Regions from separate parts of the Macaca mulatta genome. Here region 2 is linked to region 1. Evidence: chromatin contacts called from public Hi-C data. All regions are on one chromosome and are shown on one strand. The core of a region is the stretch at or near the end of the contact, and the rest is flanking DNA. Distances in the headings are between cores, read along the strand shown. Region 1 overlaps FAM178B (family with sequence similarity 178 member B). Region 2 holds the start of ANKRD39 (ankyrin repeat domain 39).

The links. A called contact is a pair of places that touch in the nucleus more often than the background predicts.
Region 2: a Hi-C map of fetal cortex germinal zone shows a contact between it and region 1, with 9 times the contacts expected there. The contact joins the promoter of ANKRD39 here to the enhancer-like site in region 1. A contact is called at or near these places in 8 of 14 Hi-C or Micro-C datasets (CD4 T cells, blood, cortical neurons and 4 more).

The regions. Positions count from the first base shown.
Region 1 is chr13:5,623,438-5,627,534 of T2T-MMU8v2.0, forward strand. It overlaps FAM178B (family with sequence similarity 178 member B), which reads right to left. Exons shown (of 16, transcript XM_028832190.2): 6 at 7-112. Among named protein-coding and RNA genes, the nearest start is that of FAM178B, 42 kb to the right of the region's middle. Within about 2 kb of position 1,889, at least 12 of the 40 cell types and tissues checked have an H3K27ac peak or open chromatin away from gene starts, as enhancers often do. A contact at or near this core is called in fetal cortex germinal zone and fetal cortical plate, where this site is marked.
Region 2 is chr13:5,525,027-5,529,123 of T2T-MMU8v2.0, forward strand. It overlaps ANKRD39 (ankyrin repeat domain 39), which reads right to left and starts at 2,047. Exons shown (of 5, transcript XM_015112915.3): 1 at 1,875-2,047. The coding sequence starts at 1,974. SEMA4C (semaphorin 4C) reads right to left here. Exons shown (of 15, transcript NM_001266458.1): 15 at 4,079-4,097.

The DNA of each region.
Region 1 (4,097 bases), core at 639-3,138:
CCTCACCTGGAACAGCCACCGGAGCAGGGGCGCCGGGCAGTCAGGCATGTGCAGGTAGAGGGTGCTCAGGAGGCCGCTGTGCAGGAAGGACAGCTGTTGGGCCGGCGGGGAGCTGGGGGCAGAGGACTGAGGTTAGGGGAGGCCTCTGTGCCGGCACACTTGTCTCGTCACCGCGGGAGGCTGTCACTACCCAGCTTCACTGGCTGTTGGGAAGCAAATCTGTAACACTAGAGACAAATGTGCTTTTCGAGCCCTCAATGCACGGATCTGTCAGAAGGAAAAGAACCCAGGTGAGCATCAGAATCACCTGCTCTTCTTGCATGTTGCATGAACACACCTCACAGCGTTTAAAATACACGGCAGATAGCTGGATGCTGTGGCTCACGCCCGTAATCCCAGCACTTTGGGAGGCAAAGGCGGGTGGATCACGAAGTCAGGAGTTCAAGACGAGCCTGGCCAATATGGTGAAACCCTGTCTCTACTAAAAATACAAAAATTAGCCAGGCATGGTGGCGTGCACCTGTAATCCCAGCTACTCGGGAAGCTGAGACAGGAGAATTACTTGAACCTGGGAGGCAGAGGTTACAGTGAGCCAAGATCGAGCCACTGCACTCCAGCCTGGGCAACAGGGCAAGACTCCGTCTCGAACAAACAAACAAAACACGGTAGGGCAGTGCAGTCTGCCCTTTCCATTTGGCCACAGGGGAAGGTGGGATATTTGCCAGGGGTGTGGAAAGGTGAGGAGTGAGGCCAGGAGTGGGTGTCTTAGCCTCGGGTTCCTCCAGCTGCAAGGGGCGGGCAGGATTACCCCTACGAGGCCAGCGTCTCGAGATCCGGTTACACAGGGCGTTTCTGCTCTGCCCTATGTTTTTCAGACACAAAGGGGACACCTGAGAAGACGGGAAAATAACAGAAAGGGGCCCGGGATGAAGACATTCTGGGAAGGAAATACCAAACAGGAGTTCCATAGAGGATTCTTCAAAAACCACGTGAGCCGCAAGTGTCCCAGATTCCAGGGATGGAGGCATGCTCAGACCAGCCACGCGGCTGTGGCCGTGACCGTATGCCCATTCATGCTACCCCCTCGGGCCTCTTTCTCCTAACAGGAGCTCTCAAAATCAGCACTGGTGTGGAGATGAGCCCTGCCTCGGGGACCGCTGACCTGGTAGATCACTTTGACCTACAAGATTCCAGGTCTCTGCAAAATGAGTTGTTGCAATGTTTCGTATGGTTGTAGGGCCTCTGGTAGGAAGTGCTTCAGAAGTTATTTTATAGGAGGTTGGCTGGACTTTTGTCACCGTTCCTGAGCTCCCGGTCATCCCCAGAGAGCCTGGGTTTGGGGTAGGATTCTCCTACGTCCTGTGCATTTTGTGACCACCATCTTTGCTTGCTCTCTCTAGACCGCATCCCAAAGATAAGTAACATGGATTCCAGGAAATGAAAACGTAGTTCACGTTTGTTTTTCTTTTTAACGGCCCAAATGCATGCAAAGAACATTTCAGAAAGTACTTAACGTTGCCACCCTAGATAAAAAGTTTTCCAGTTTTTCAGTCAGCCCAACCTCCTCCTTCTGCTCCTCCTCCTTCTCCTTTAAAAAGGACGTCATACTATAATCTGCCAGGAACAGAATGCTACAAAACAAAGATTATCCTCTGGGCCAAGCTGCTGTCTCTCTGAGAATGTCCAGGCAATTTACAAATTGCATGTTTTTTCTCTAAGTCATTTAGGTTCAGAGGAGAAAGCAGCTTTGTTCCCGTGGTGGTGAAGTTTACCGCCCTGAAATAGACCTTCGTTTGTACATACAAACACGTGTGCACCCCAGGACTGCTGGCATGCTCCACGCTATCCACGTGCCCAGTCACATGGAGACTTTCATGGACTGACCCCAACAAGACGCGTGTGGTTCAAGAACATGCACAGCAGCCTGAACACAGACAATACCCATGTAAACAACGTCTGGAGGACCTTGCGAATTGGCAGAACCCCGACAACGGCCATGTGGTGAGGAGGCTGGCGCTTCAGGGACTCTAAGGAGACGCTGGCTCTGGCATTCTGCTGGAGGGGGCACCCCGCCAGTTTCTTAGTGGGAGAATTGATTGTACAAGGCCCTGTTGGCTCAGATCAACACATTTCTAACCGCTGCTCCAAGGGAGAGACCCCACAGTTTCAACGTCTCCCTTCTGCTACGTGGGCCTCGCAGTTTCTGCCAGAGGAATGACGGATTGGCCTCTGAGTTCACTGCTGCTGAGAAAATTTTGACTATGGGACCGGGAGCAAGAGAAAGCCAGAAAGGACATAGGCCTGCTCTGCCCTGGGATGACTGGCTTTCAAGGAATTCTGTGTTTAGGGTTAGAGGCAAGGACTCCCTTCTGCAGGCTGAATGCACGCTCGGCGGGGAGGGAGCGCTGCTTCGCCCTGGCTCAGCCACAGGCCCTCCCACGTCCTTCAGGGTGCCACAGGGTGACCTTGAGCTTGGCTGCTGGGCAGGGAATGGGCCTCGTGTACAGACAATGCCCTGACTCTGGGGAAGGAAGCAGGGTCCCAACAGCAGCACCTGGGCTGGGAAGCCTGGAGGAAAAGGGGAAAAGGAAAGGGGGTGGGAGGCGTGTGTGGTGAAAGCTCAAACGCCTTGGGTGACGGAATTGGCTGTTGTCAGAGTCATGTCCCCACATCAAGAACAGAGAGGCTGGGTCCAAGGCGGTCCCTTTGTCCACGGCCAAGCCAATGCTGAGGTCAGATGTTATCCTGAGAATGCTGGAGGACCCTGGAGGGAGAGAAGGAGGGACAGAGCCTCCGTCGGCAGCAGATGCCGCACGGGCCTGGCTGAGTGGGAAGCCCCCAGCTGTCAGCCCTGAGGGTCCCATGAAGGGAGGTTCCCATCAGAGTCCTCAGCTGTGATTGGAGATGAGGGAGCAGTCAGAGTCAACACTGGTAATCCCCAGCCACAACCGCAATGACAGCGGGCAGGTGCCTGCCTCCACCCTCACTGCCCACTGGAGCAGAAGGAAGCAAGGGGAGGACATCAGCTACAACTGGGAAACCCACAAAACCAGTGACAGCAAATGGGGGCAGCTGGGCTCAGCACACGGGGCTTTCCGAGCAGAGCTCTGGCCAGCTTCATCTTGGAATTTCTGTTCCTCATCACGCCCAAGGGAAGATTCTTCCCGCCTCAACCTCCTCATTTATTTTATGGGCAGCGGTCCCAGAGGGCAAGGTCTCTGAATGCCTTGAGAATCCCAAGTGATGGCCAAAGGATAAACAGCAAGTGTAGTTATTTATAAGTATCAGCTACTGGGCCTTTGCCAAATTACTCAGATCAGTCTGAATAAAATGCCTAAATACAACAGAGACCAACAGCAACCAAAGCTTTCACCTATGGCCTTTTTCTTTCTTTCTTTTTTTCCTTTGTTTAAACATGAGAGGGCCGGGCGCGGTGGCTCACGCCTATAATCCCAGCACTTCGGGAGGCCGAGGCGGGTGGATCACCTGAGGTCGGGAGTTCGAGACCAGCCTGACCAACATGGAGAAACCCCATCTCTACTAAAAATACAAAATTAGCTAGGCATGGTGGCACATGCCTATAATCCCAGCTACTAGGGAGGCTATGGCAGAAGAATTGCTTGAACCTGGGAGGCGGAGGTTGTGGTGAGCCGAGATTGTGCCATTGCACTCCAGCCTGGGCAACAAGAGTGAAACTCTGCCTCAAAAATAAATAAATAAAAAATAAGAGAGGCCAGATGCAGTGGCTCATGTCTATAATCTCAGAACTTTGGAAGGCCCAGGCAGGAGGATAGCTTGAGGCCAGGAATTCGAGACCAGCCTGGGCAACAAAGTGAGACCCTGTCTCTAAAAAAATACAAATTAGCTGAGCACGGTAGTGCACACCTGTGATCCCAACTACTCGGGAGGCTGAGGCAAGAGGACCTCTTGAGCCACGACTTGCAGGCTGCGGTGAGCTGTAATCGTACTACCGCACTCCAGCGTGGGCAGCAGAACATGGGCCTGACTAAAATCAAGAAAAAAATGAAATAAAAATAAGCGAGTGTTGTCCGGGCACGGTGGCTCATGCCTGTAATCCCAGCACTTTGGGAGGCCGA
Region 2 (4,097 bases), core at 797-3,296, 98 kb before region 1:
TAGTGAAGTGGATCCACAAATCTCACACAGTTTCTTTTATTGGTGACAAAAGTACCTAAAATTGGCTTATCAAACACACTCTTGCCATTAATGTTTTAAAGAATGTATTTGTTTGTCTTCACAAAAAAAATGAGGAAATTATTTGCAGTAAAAATTGGTTTTTATGAAAGCAAGATGCCGGGCGCGGTGGTTCACGCCTGTAATCCCAGCACTTTGGGAGGCCAAGGCAGGCGGATCATGAGGTCAGGAGTTCTGAGACCAGCCTGACCAATATGGTGAAACCCATCTTTACTAAAAATACAAAAACTAGCCGGGCATGGTAGCACACGCCTGTAATCCCAGATACTCAGGAGAGTAGAAAAATCAATTGAACCCAGGAGGCGGAGGTTGCAGCGAGCCAAGACTGCGCTACTGCTCCCCAGCCTGAACAAAAGAGGGAGATTCTGTCTCAAAAAAACAAAACAAACAAGCACGATGATGGATACATCAGAGTAACTGGCCTAACTTTGGATAATGCAATGTTTACTTCTTAACAGCACTATTGACATTTATGGGCCGGATGATTACTGTAGGGAGCTGTCCTGTGCGTTGTACCATGTATATAGCATCCCTTGTCTCTACCTACTACACACCTGTAGCACCCTCCCGCCTGTGATAACTCAAAATGTCTCCAGACATTCCCCAAGTCCCTTAAAGGGCAGAACTGTCCCCAGTTGAGAACTACGGTGTTTAGGGAGGGTTTCTGAGGAGATGCCATTGGAGCTGGGATCTGAAGAAAAGCATCAGCTAGCTTAACGGCTGTAGGAAGTTCATTCGAAGGAGACGGGACAAGAAGTCCAATGGCCTTCACTCAGGAAAAGGTCTTGCATATTTGAGACACCAAAACAAGACTAGTGTGGCTGCGGCGTAGTGATTGGGAGAAGAAAAGCACGAGAAATAAAATGAGGGAGAGAAGTAGAGGCGGCAGGGGTGGGTCTACAGAGCTTTGTAGGCCATAACAAGGAATGATCTGATTTCTAATATTCAAAAAGCCGCTCTGGCTGCTATGTGAGAGTAGGAAACCCTGTAGGAGGGCAATCGTGGGGGCGGAAAGACCCTCTTGAGGCAACCACTTCGGCAGTGCAGAGGACAGTGGTGGGAGGGGCGGAGGGAAGTGGGCAGGTGCCAGAACCATGGTAAAGGAAGGGTTCCATGAGAATGCTTGCACAGCAGTGGCAATCGAGGGCTGCATCCGCACGGGTAGCCGACACAGCACAAGTAGCACAATGGCTCCCAACACTCAGAAGAAGCACCTTGCTTTCCCGCCTTCCTCCGTTCCTATTGCCACCATAATCTCTGTATAATCTGGGCCAAACGTGTTATCTCTCTGGGTCCCACAGATGAGATACCGTGCCCTGCCTCGAAGGATACCCGTGCGAAGTTCTTGCCATCTCTAAAGCATGCAGGCTGCCTGGCACCCGGGGCCAAACAAGGGCCAGTGCCCTCCTTCACCGCGCAGCCCCCAGGCCTGCAGCCCCTCGGGGGGTGCAATGCCCCAGTGCAGATTCTGCCCCCCGGCCCCTCTCTCCCACACCTGAGCAGGCTTGCGTCTCCCAGGGGAGGGCGTCTCCCAGGGGAGGTCGTCCCCCGCCACTCGGGAGGGTTTTGGAAACCAGTGTCTCGGCTTCCCCGCCGCCCGCGAAACAGGTGTCTGCTGGCTGAGCTAGTGAGAGGCCCTGGCAGGCTCTCAGTACGCGGGAACCACGAGTCCCGCCCGCCCTCCCGCACCAGGCCCCACGCTCTCGGGGCCCAGTTCACCCGCCTCTCCTCGGCCCCGCGCCTCCTCCTTGGGCCGGGGCCTGGGGAGAGCCACCAGGGCCGCGCGGCCGCCTCACCCCTCTCGAAGTCCATCTCCTCCAGCGTCTGCTGTACGCCGAGCACCGCGCTGGGCTGCGAGCAGCAGGGCCCATCCGCGCAGGGCCTCGGCGTCGCCATCACGGCCCCGGCGCCAGCCGACCTACCCCGGGTCTCACGCGCGGCCTCGGCGGGAGGGGCGGACGCAGGGCCCGCCCCGCGTCCCGGATCTGGCTGCTTGGCGTCCGCGGCTGTCGTCCTAGTCCCGCCTCCTCACCAAAACCTACCAATCAAACGCCTAGGCCTTAGCTCGAGAACCAATTGCAGAGGTAGGGCGGGGCTTGTTGCGCCGGGCCATGCCCCGAGGCGGCCGCGCGAGGGCGTCAGAGGCTAAGCGGAGGCGCTGGGTTCCGGGAGCTGCGCGCCTCGGGAGGGCCTTTAGGCCGCCTGGCCTTGCCGGGTGTGGGGATGAGGCGGCTGGGTCCGGTCGGGAGCTTTCCAGTTACCTTCACCATGACCCAGCCCTCCAGCGACCTCTCTGGCTCCTCTCTTTACCGCCTCTAGTCCCGCCGGGCCGCTAGGGCAGGGAGGCGCCACACGCTCTGCGGTCTCTTTTTTTTTTTTGAGACCGAGTCTGGCTCTGTCACCCAGGCTGGAGTGCAGTGGCGCGATCTCGGATCACTGCAGCCTCCGCCTCCCGGGTTCAAGCGATTCTCCTGCGTCATACTCCTGAGTAGCTGGGATTACAAGCGCCCGCCACCACGCCTGGCTAATTTTTTGTATTTTTAGTAGAGACGGGGTTTCACCGTGTTAGCCAGGGTGGTCTCGATCTCTTGACCTCGTGATCCGCCCGCCTCGGCCTCCCGGAGTGCTGGGATTACAGGCGTGAACCATCGCGCCGGGGCGCGCTCCGCGGTCTTTACCCCCTCTTCCTGGCACCACCCTGGGCCAAGGCCGATTGCCCCCGAGGCAGCGGCAAAGTGACGGCTGGAAAGGTCTCGTCCCCGTACCCCGCTCTTCCTTACAAGTCCAGCAAGGGGCTGGTGGTGGCTACAACTTCTCCTGCTTGTAGCTCTACCTCAAGGGCAGGGGCAGGGCCTTGGTTTGTGTAGAACCCCCTGGCCCCACAGTGGGCGCCGAGTTTACCGAATCGGTCTTCACGATCAAAACCCTCTGGGCGGCCGTCTGCAGACCGTGAACCCGCGCAGCGTGCTCCTCAGCAGACCCCAGCCTTCTCAATTCCCAGTTAAAACCCAGGCAGCTGCCTGCTCACGCCACGATCAAGTGTACAGGGGAGACCTCACTTCCACGGCCTGACTGGTTTAGAAAGGGTGCACGAGCAACAGAATGCAGGTTGGGTTCTGTGCCAGTCCCTCTCCAGGACAGTGGTCTGGTGCACACTGGGTGTAAATTCCTTCCCCCCCCCCAGTTGGGGCACTGAAGACCCTAAGCATTCGTGGTGGGTAGAAGGCTGGAAGTCATTTCTCCTCCCCTAAGCGGGTTGAGAACCCCATCCTCACACAAACAACGATCTCATCTCCACAACCTTCCACTCCTTTGGCCCCTCACTCCCACTAACCGTCCTGAGTTCTGGGAAGGCACCCCCGCCCCCCAACTCCACTTCTCCCCTGGACTCCCAGTGCCCTGACTTCTCCTTCTGGCCAGAAGCCAAAGCTGGCTCCCAAGGGGCTGTGGCCATGGTCTGGTTCCCAGCGCCGCAGCCACCACTGTGGGAAAACACTGGAGCTGGGCTGTTCCCTCCCACAGGCAGGCAGGCAGGGACCACAAAAGTGGTGGCCGCCCTGGGACTGTGGGGGAGGTCCTGTCCAGCCTCCCTCCACCCAGAGAGCTTTCCCTCTCGGTACCCAGAAGGGCTTTAGCCCAAACATCTTAGCCCCATCACAGAAATCGTTTCATTTTCTCCATTTTATTTGTCAATATAAAAATACTCAAATATTTACAACAAATAAATACGCGGGGACACAATAAGTTACACCGTTGGGAGCCCCCCTCCTAGGGCTGGAAGAGAGTATGCCATTATCCACAGCAGTCCCACCCTCTCTCCCCTCACACAGCCTTTCCCAGCCCTGTACAGGAAGAAGGCAAATATAAAATACCACTGAACCCCAGGGCCAAGTGGGAGGCCCCACCCACCCTTCCCCCAAAACACACAGGAGGCTCCATCTCCCTCCCCCCACCCTGAAAACATTCACAGCCCTAGGAGCAGGACTAGGCCCACCCCGAGCCCTGCACTCCCCCTGAAG